Regions from separate parts of the Mus musculus genome. Here region 1 is linked to region 2. A link is a contact called in public HiChIP or PLAC-seq data. All regions are on one chromosome and are shown on one strand. The core of a region is the stretch at or near the end of the contact, and the rest is flanking DNA. Distances in the headings are between cores, read along the strand shown. Region 1 holds the start of Acat1 (acetyl-Coenzyme A acetyltransferase 1). Region 2 overlaps Npat (nuclear protein in the AT region).

Region 1 (4,461 bases), core at 437-2,936, 40 kb before region 2:
TTATATGAAGACCTGGGATCAATACCCACCTCTGTTGCCAGCAATCTAAAGGTGGACATTGGAGGAGTAGAACTTCAAGGTCATCTTTGACTACCTAGTGGGATTGAGTGCATCCTAGGCTACATGAGACTCTAACTTGAAAAACAAAACAAAAGTGGGGCTTATGGTTCAGCAGTTAAAAATACTATCAGCTCTTAGAAAGGACCTGGGTTCAGCTCTCAGAACACAACAGACAGTTCCCAACTACCTACAACTTCAGTTTTAGGAGTTTTGACGCCCTCTACTGTCCTCTTCAGGCGCCTGTATGCACTTGGTGCAGATACACAAAGGTGCATATACACATACACACACTTTACCCCAAAAGGGTCTGGGAAGATGATTCAGTGTGCAAAGTGTTTGCATCACAAGAAAGCGTTTAGAGCATCATCCATGTAAAGAGCTAGGCGTGGTGGCCCTTGATTGTAGCCCCAGTTCCATGGATGGGTGGATAGGGTTGAAGGAGTAGAGATGGTGGCTTATTAGCCAGCCATTCTAGTGCAAGGAGAGATAGACCCTGTCTCACAAAACAAACAAAAACAAAACAAAACAAAAAACACCAAACAAAAAGCAGCAGAGAGTCTCAGAGGGAGTTATCTGAGGTTTACCCTTGGCCTACACAGGAGTGCACACAATTACATGAAACAAGTCGACTTGAAGTAAATTGTTCAATTTGTATGTTGTGCCTTTTGTTTTACATCAAGGAAAATTAATGTCACAAGCAGAAAGATCTGCTATCCCCAACTGAAGATTCAAAGTCAGCAAATGGCCTGGCATAGTGCTTTTAATACCAGCACTAGGGAGGCAAAGACAGAAAGATCTCTGTGAGCTCAAGACCATCCTGGTCTACATAGTGAATTCCAGGATAGCCAGAGCTACACCGTGGGACCCTATCTAAAAACTAACCAAACAAAACCTAAGCAAAACAATCCTCCAACTAGCCTTAGCAATGGGTTACACAAATGTGAGAATTATCATGTAATATCAGTTAATGCACTGTTTCTGTTTTGTTTTAATTATTTGGAGACAGGGTCTCCGTCTGTAGTTTTAGTTGTTCAGGGACTCGCTATGTGGACCAGGCTGGCGTCGAACTCATAGAGATCCACCTGCCTCTTTCCTGAGTGTGTCCCATCACACCCAGCCTGCGGGGAGTTTCTTTGAAAGTTGATGTAATCTTATTATTACTCAGTGAAGTTTAGATAGTAATATGTATTTTACTTAGCATCCTACAGAAAAACAACTTCAACATTCTTTTAACGTAAGAAATTGGTTTATTTGTATTATAAATGAATATAATGGGAATTGCTGGAAACATTTACCAACATCCTTTGTCTGGGTAATACAGTCACCTGATCAGGCACGGCAAAGTGAATGGAAAGTCTCGGACTGCACGAAAACTACAGGCATCTGGAGGCAGAAACAACTGGCATCAACAATCAACAGTTTAGCGTGCACCACCTAGGTGTCAAGCCACGTGGTCATTAGTCCTTTTTTTTTTTTTTTTTTTTTTTTTTTTTTGGTCCAGGAGAGCCTCAGCTCAGTCCTCGGGCCAAGCGCCAGGCCCCGCCCTCTGGCTACGGGCCAATCGCCGCCAAGCGCAGCGATCTTGGACTGCTATTGGAGGAGAGGGTCGGGGCGGTGCCCGCCACGACGTCGCAAGCTCTGCGGTGGGGAAGTGGAGGCCGCGGCGCGTCTCTCTGCCCTTGACAGCCTTTCGCGTCTCCATGGCTGCCCTGGTGGCTCTGCACGGCGTCGTCCGCAGGCCTCTGCTTCGCGGGCTGCTGCAGGTGAGCAGGGTCGATTCCGGGGGTGGGCCGGGATCGGGGAGCCCACCAGCCGCCCGCGAGGTCCGTCCTCGTGGGCCACAGCGCTCAGCACCAGCGCCTTGGGGATCGAGTGCCTGCGCCGTCGTGTGTCAGTCCACCTGTCAGTCTGTGCTACTGTCACGCTCCGCATCAGCTGTGCAGCAAAGCTTGGGCCTGACCAGGCGCGATCCCAGACTGCAGAGAGCTGAGTCTCTCTGTAGGCCCAGGAGTTTCTAAGACGTTTTTGTGACCTTGTGATTTCCTTTTCCTTGTTTTTTTGTTTGATTGGTTTGAGTTTTGGGGTTTGGTTTGTATTTTGTTCCACTGGTTTTTCTGTGGAACCCTTGCTGCCCTGGAACGCTCTCTCTCTCTCTCTCTCTCTCTCTCTCTCTCTCTCTCTCTCTCAAGATCAGGCTGGCTTCGAGCTCATTGGTCTTCCTCCACCTGCAGAGTGCTGGGATTAAAGGCATGAACCACCACCTGGCTAATCATTGGTTTAATTAATTGTCTTAATCAGAGCTCAGGCACTATATGGCAATCAGAAGATTGTCTTAAAACTAACAAGATGGCTACTGAGACAGTACAAGAAATAATTTTTATTTGAAGTGAGTGCCTCGCTTCTGATGGTTGTGTTCGGCGAACACTTTGTACTTTCCAAAGGTGACATTCTAGACTTTGTCGGTCAGTCTTTAAGAGTCTGGAGTTAGGTTTGCGTGGTTTTGTTTCTGAGAAAATCAGGGTTCGCCGAAACGGGTAGTTCTGGCAATAGGAGCTGAAAGAGAGCATTGCTCTGCAAGAGATTGTGAAAGAATAATTGAGGGCCCGAGGCTTGGAGCTGGAAGCTGAGGGCAAACAAACTATAAAATGAATCTTACTTGAGTTGCTGCTCGGGCAAGAGGAGCTTGAGATCAAGGATTTCAACCCACGTGGGCAATTTGGAGATACCCAGTCTCCGAAAGATAAAAAAACAATAAGTACTGGGTGACTGCAGTAATAGGAAAGCCAGAGGGATAGTCTATTTTCTCATCTGGAGATGGGCAGAACCTCACTCGTAAAATAAGTGTTCCCGGGGCTGGAGAGATGGCTCTGTGGTTAAGAGCACTGACTGTTCTTCCAAAGGTCCTGAGTTCAATTCCCAGCAACCACATGGTGCCTCACAACCATCTGTAAAAAAAGGAATCTGATGCCTTCTTCTGGTGTGTCTGAAGACAGCTACAGTGTACTCATATGCATAAAAAAAAAAAAGTGTTCCCAAGAAAGACTCGTGTGCCTTTTTCCTTCTGACCCTTCCTTCTCCTCCCCTCCCTTTTCTTGCCTCTCTCCCCGCCCCAGCCCCACTCTCCTTCCTCCCCCTCCCCACCATTACTATTACTCTCTTTCTAGTGGTTTTGCTAACTAGGTCATCTGACTTTGAACTCCTCACTCCCCTACCTCAGCCTCTGGATTATCTGGAATTGAAAGAGTAGCCATCATGCCCAGAGGAGTTCTGGATGAGTAAGTAAGTTTCGCGAGGATGGCTGGAGAGAGGTCCATGAAATTAGGTTAACTGGGATTCTGGATAATGTGCCTGGACGAATTAATTAGATAAGCCAGGTAGTCAAGGTGTGTAAACAGAAGTGTGCAGAGCCGGCTTAGTCTACACTGGAGGCTTTATAACCAAGTGCAAACTATCTTCTGCATGATAAAAGTGAGTCTGAACTGGTGTAATGGAGTCCATCTAAATGTAATTCTGCATTGAAGAAGCTGAGGCAGGAGGATTGTGATTTGAGGCTACCCTGGGCTGTATAGTGAAAGATGGTCTCAAAACAGGGCAACCAAAATAAAATTGATGTATAGAAATTGATATAGAACTTGGGTCTGGAGGAGGGATTTCTGTACAGTATCAAATGTAATTTAATGATCAATGAATCCCCTACGCTCTTAGTCCTAGATTTGGGGCCTTCTCTATCTTCTTCTTCTCTGGGTCCCAATGACCTAAATTTGTCTCTTCCCAGCATTTATTTTTATACTGTCTAGTTGCCTGTGTTCTGGGCTCTTTTTACCACTTGTAGGTTATGTAGCATATGCCATGTGCCCATCTCCCCTTTATGTTGGGTATTCCTCTACTCTAGAATGGTCTCCAGAATGCATGTTCTTTTTGCCTCTTCATCATGAGTTCTGGAATTAACAGTCGGGTGCTTGGGACTGAATCCAAGTTCTCCAGCCCAGTTCACCTTTTTGAACTCTAGAAAAGATTTTTTTTTTCTTTTTTGTGGCTTTTCCGAGACAGGGTTTCTCTGTATATCCCTGGCTGTCCTGGAACTCACTTTGTAGACCATGCTGGCCTCGAACTCAGAAATCTGCCTGCCTCTGCCTCCCGAGTGTAGAAATGAATTATTGCATGTCACTTGAATTAAATTAAACAGTAATTTATATAACCATAGAAATCTTTCAAAGAAGAATTTTTTTTTAAATTTTCTTCCTTGAACCTCAAATCATTTTTTTTTTAAAGATTTATTTATTTATTACATGTAAGTACACTGTAGCTGTCTTCAGACACTCCAGAAGAGGGCGTCAGATCTCGTTACGGATGGTTGTGAGCCACCATGTGGTTGCTGGGATTTGAACTTCGGACCTTTGG
Region 2 (4,138 bases), core at 984-3,483:
AGAATAATTATCATCTTCCTCCAAAGGAGATGAGAAAGTACTCCAGAAGAATAAGCCTCGGGCGAAGTCAATCAAGACAGTGTGGGAATATTAGGTTGATTTAAGCTCTATTTTTACACAATATACACATGTACAATATACAGTGTCAAAGCTGTACAGTTTTGCAGATTGGGTTTACTTACATTTCTGCGTATGTTCTTTTAGAATACAAATATTCCATGAGAGTCTATTTACAAACTAGGAAGCTGCTTCAGAAACAGCATGACTTAGATATAAAGTGAAACCTCAGTACAGTCAAAGTGCAGGTCATGTTCGCAGTCTGTCTCTGGCCCGTTTCCTACTCGCCATCTGAAGGACACTAGTTTTAAATAGCTACTGGTCTCTGTGTCTGGGTGTTCGTTCACTCATCATAATGCAATGAGAGCAAGAATTTGTCCACATCCATTCCTGCTGGAAATGAACTAGGTAGCTTCTTTTTCTGTCAAAACAAACAAAAAAGAAGAGAAGGAAAAACAATAAACTCTAGGCCAGATAATTTTCTTAGCAAATCACCTAAAACACCGTATTAGGCTCTTTATTATTAAAATTGCATCATTTTTGAGTTTGTTAGAATTTATTTCCATAGGGAAAGACAGACAGGTTTTATTAACCCAATTCAACGTTAGTTTAGGGCAAAAGGCAAAAAAACAAATCTAGAGTATATATATGAATGTTCAGACAAGAGACATGCTTCCTTTAAAATGGTCATTTGTGTCAAATCATAAACTTACAAAACATTACCAACAGATACTGTTTTACTATACTATACTGATTTATTGTGTGCATGTGTGTATGTGTGTAAGTCAAAGGACTGCTTTTGGGAGTGTTTTTGCTTCTTCATGGTTCTCAAGAATTGAACTCTATAGTGGATCAGCCTTGAAGCTAGAGGACCCCTTTGCTAACACACATTAAAGAATACCACTCACTCACCAAGCTCCAAATGTTAAGATAGAGGAGATGCTTTTTAAAGTGTTAGCCTAAAACAGACTACAAAACCACAGGGTGAGACAATTTTAGGTTCAATGATGAGGCACAGAGGAAGAGACCAGAGACTAGACATGAACAGGCAGGCACAGGAATGGCATACACTTGATAAGAGAATTCAAACTCAGGCTTGCAGGACACCAAACCTAAAAACCACTCCTAACTTACTATACTTTCTCCTGTGAGTAGGACATTCACATGCTTTCCGTTTAATCTACTTGGTAAAACAAACTTTAAATAAATGCACTTTATTTATCAATGCTACCATCCTTGTACTGCCTTACTACAGACAACCATGGTTACAGAAAAAAACAAGAACATGAGTTTTTCTGCTCCTCTGCTAGGACCATCATTATAGACTATGGAAGGGATGGAGACCAGGAGGTGGGTTTTTTTCTTTTTTCTTTTTTTTTTTTTTTGCTTTTTTTTTTTTTCAAGACAGGGTTTCTCTGTGTAGCCCTGGCTGTCCTGGAACAACTCACTTTGTAGACCAGGCTGGCCTCGAACTCAGAAATCCACCTGCCTCTGCCTCCCAAGTACTGGGATTAAAGGCGTGCGCCACCACCGCCCGGCATGAGGTGTTTTATTTGGTAATTCATTTAATGGTTGTTTCCCAGGCTTTCACACTTTTTGTATTTCCATGAAAAATACTGGGTGATACCATGACAGAAACATTCACTTTTCCTCAGGATGATACATAGACAACTTGTATCATTGTGACTAGGAAACACTACTAAGTGTATAGTTTTGGAGGTATAGTTATCTATGTAGCTGCAGCAAACACAACTGAACTCTCTAGATACTGAAGGGACAGGAGTAGAATTGAAATGAGAACTTTCAAACTTGCCTTGATTTTCTTCTTTTTCATTGGTACTGATGAATTAGCAAGATTTTTACCAGACGTGCGGGAGTTTCTCTCACACTCATCTAATTCCTCAATTTTCCGTTTCTTTGTAGTGCTCCTTGAAGATGTTCTAAACTGCTGCGTGTTATCTTTTAGAGGAGTTGCTGTAGTCCTAGCAATTGCTGCTCTGGAGAGAATCATGAGCGTGTGGGCAGCCATGCTCACACTGTTTTCACTGCCTGTTTCACTGGCTGGGCTGCAGGCAGGCAAGTCTGCAGTGACAGGAGGGATCATTACTCTTGGCATGCTGCCTTCTTCACCACAGCGTCTACTAGCGGGGGCCTTCATACTGTCACTAGGCTCTTCTTTATGCTTTTCCCCTGCTCCTGAGCCAGGGGTCCGGGGTACTGGCAAGTCAGTATCGGCACTCCTATTGGCTGGGCTGTGGATGGGAACATCCTGCAGTATTTCTGCCCCAATTAAAGAACTGGCAGGTTTACTCTGCTCTTGTTTTTGATCCTTCACAGTTCCACCTACAGAAGTGGCATTTTTATTGTTTGAGGGTGTGGCTTGTTTTTTGGTCAATTCCTGCAGCGAGGCTATGGCTTTTTCGTTCCTCAAGCTCCCATTCTGCTGCCCACCAGGCAGTTTTGAGGTGTCTGCATTCTTCGGCCTTTCCCCATCACCGCACAATTCATTCTCCTTGTTAGCTGTTGCTTTATGGAGAGACTCAAGGGCCACTTCTGTGGGGGAAACTTTCTTTTCAGACTGAACTTCTTTCACAGTGGTGTGTCGACTAGAGGCAGTTTCTGATTTAGATAAAATCTTGGGCACGGTTTTCTCTCTCTCTCTTTTGATGGCGTTATTAGGAGGTGGTTTTAAGGTAGAGGACAGAATGGGTGAGTCAAGATGAGAAAAGGATGCTTCCTTCTTTTCTTTGTTTTCGGAGGTCATCTTATACAGTGACCCCTGTGTATTTGCAACAGAAGAAACAGTACTATCGAAACAAAGCACCCGCCTATGACTTTCAAATGGCTTGCTGGGAGGAGCTACCCTCTCTCCTGAGAGGGAAATCGTGGTGTCTTCCATTTTTTTCCCAAGTTCAGTGGCTATATTCTTATCAGAAGCTTCAGTTCTACCGAAACGAAAATTTAAAAAAAATCTCATTTTTAGCAACCAAAATTAGTCATTTAAGCATTTTAATAGCTTATGATGCAACATATTTTATGCTCACCTCTGCGTATGACATGCTTCTGAAAGACTGGACAAGTTTGTCAAATTATTTACCTGTTTTCCTGGAATTATAAATTAATTCATTAGAAATTATAAATTAATTCTTTGTGAAAGAATATATTCTTCTGAAAGAGAATGAGTCAGATGACATTATAATGAGTTAATCAACTTATTTGCTTCTATATACTTATTTTTTTAATACTTACATTGTTTTACAAAATAGACTCACACACTCTATAGAGGAAATCTAGATACAGAACCAACGATTTGCTTTAATTTCAGGCAAACATGAATTCAACCTTCAGGGCTACAACTTTTAATGTTCCAGATAGTACTTAGTGCACCAATTCTCTCAGTGTCTCTGAATGAATAGATCCCATAGATAATGCATGCACATGACCAGGTTCCTTACAGAAAATTGGAGTTATACATGTAACAGAGACATATCCTTTTATCACATCTAGGTTAGTCATACGATACAATACAAATACCATGTTAATAGCTAATATTGTACTGTTCAGAGAAAAATGATGAGAAAGGTATTTGGCACAAATGTAATTTTTAACTCTTCAGAAATGTTCTACCTGTGGCTGGCTGAATCTACAAATGTCAATGAAACTGAGAAGGAAATTGAACTGTACTTTGATCAATATAGCTGTTCAAGAAAGCCCCTTGGGGCTGAGTGTCTGACAGTGGCACAGCAGCAGAGGCAGGAGGATTTTTGTTTGTTAAAGGCCAACCTCATCTACAGAGCAAAAAGGCTACACAGAGAAACCCCGTCTCAAAAAACAAAAGGACAAACAAAACAAAGCACCGTGGGGAAAAGGGTTATAATGAATTAGAAGTGGTGTTTGTGAGACCTGGAGTTTGGATGGAATAAAGTCAAAGTAATAAAATCACCAATGGAGAAAAAAGGGGAGAGCCACATGGATTAGAGATAGGAGTAGATTAGGTGGGCTTTTCTCCATAAAGAAGCCAGCTGGTATAGCCAGCCACACCATGCTGCTTATACACACATGGTGGCTCATAACCATCCAG

The links. HiChIP or PLAC-seq counts read pairs in DNA pulled down with a chosen protein or histone mark.
Region 1: an H3K27ac HiChIP or PLAC-seq map of embryonic stem cells shows a contact between it and region 2, with 5 read pairs. The contact joins the promoter of Acat1 here to the enhancer-like site in region 2. A contact is called at or near these places in 1 of 39 promoter capture datasets (the C10 cell line), 1 of 15 datasets of contacts at CTCF or cohesin (the NIH/3T3 cell line), 20 of 484 Hi-C or Micro-C datasets (DN3 thymocytes, cardiomyocytes, cerebral cortex and 12 more), 3 of 115 datasets of contacts at active chromatin or transcription factors (a beta-TC-6 cell line, bone marrow-derived macrophages and embryonic stem cells) and 4 of 9 other capture datasets (adipose tissue, embryonic stem cells, liver and 1 more).

Annotation. Positions count from the first base shown.
Region 1 is chr9:53,607,575-53,612,035 of GRCm38.p6, reverse strand. Acat1 (acetyl-Coenzyme A acetyltransferase 1) reads left to right here and starts at 1,686. Exons shown (of 12, transcript NM_144784.3): 1 at 1,686-1,823. The coding sequence starts at 1,761.
Region 2 is chr9:53,568,911-53,573,048 of GRCm38.p6, reverse strand. Npat (nuclear protein in the AT region) reads right to left here. Exons shown (of 18, transcript NM_001081152.1): 16 at 3,102-3,162; 17 at 1,871-3,002; 18 at 1-478. The coding sequence ends at 401. Among named protein-coding and RNA genes, the nearest start is that of Npat, 34 kb to the right of the region's middle. Within about 2 kb of position 2,233, at least 6 of the 459 cell types and tissues checked have an H3K27ac peak or open chromatin away from gene starts, as enhancers often do. A contact at or near this core is called in embryonic stem cells, where this site is marked.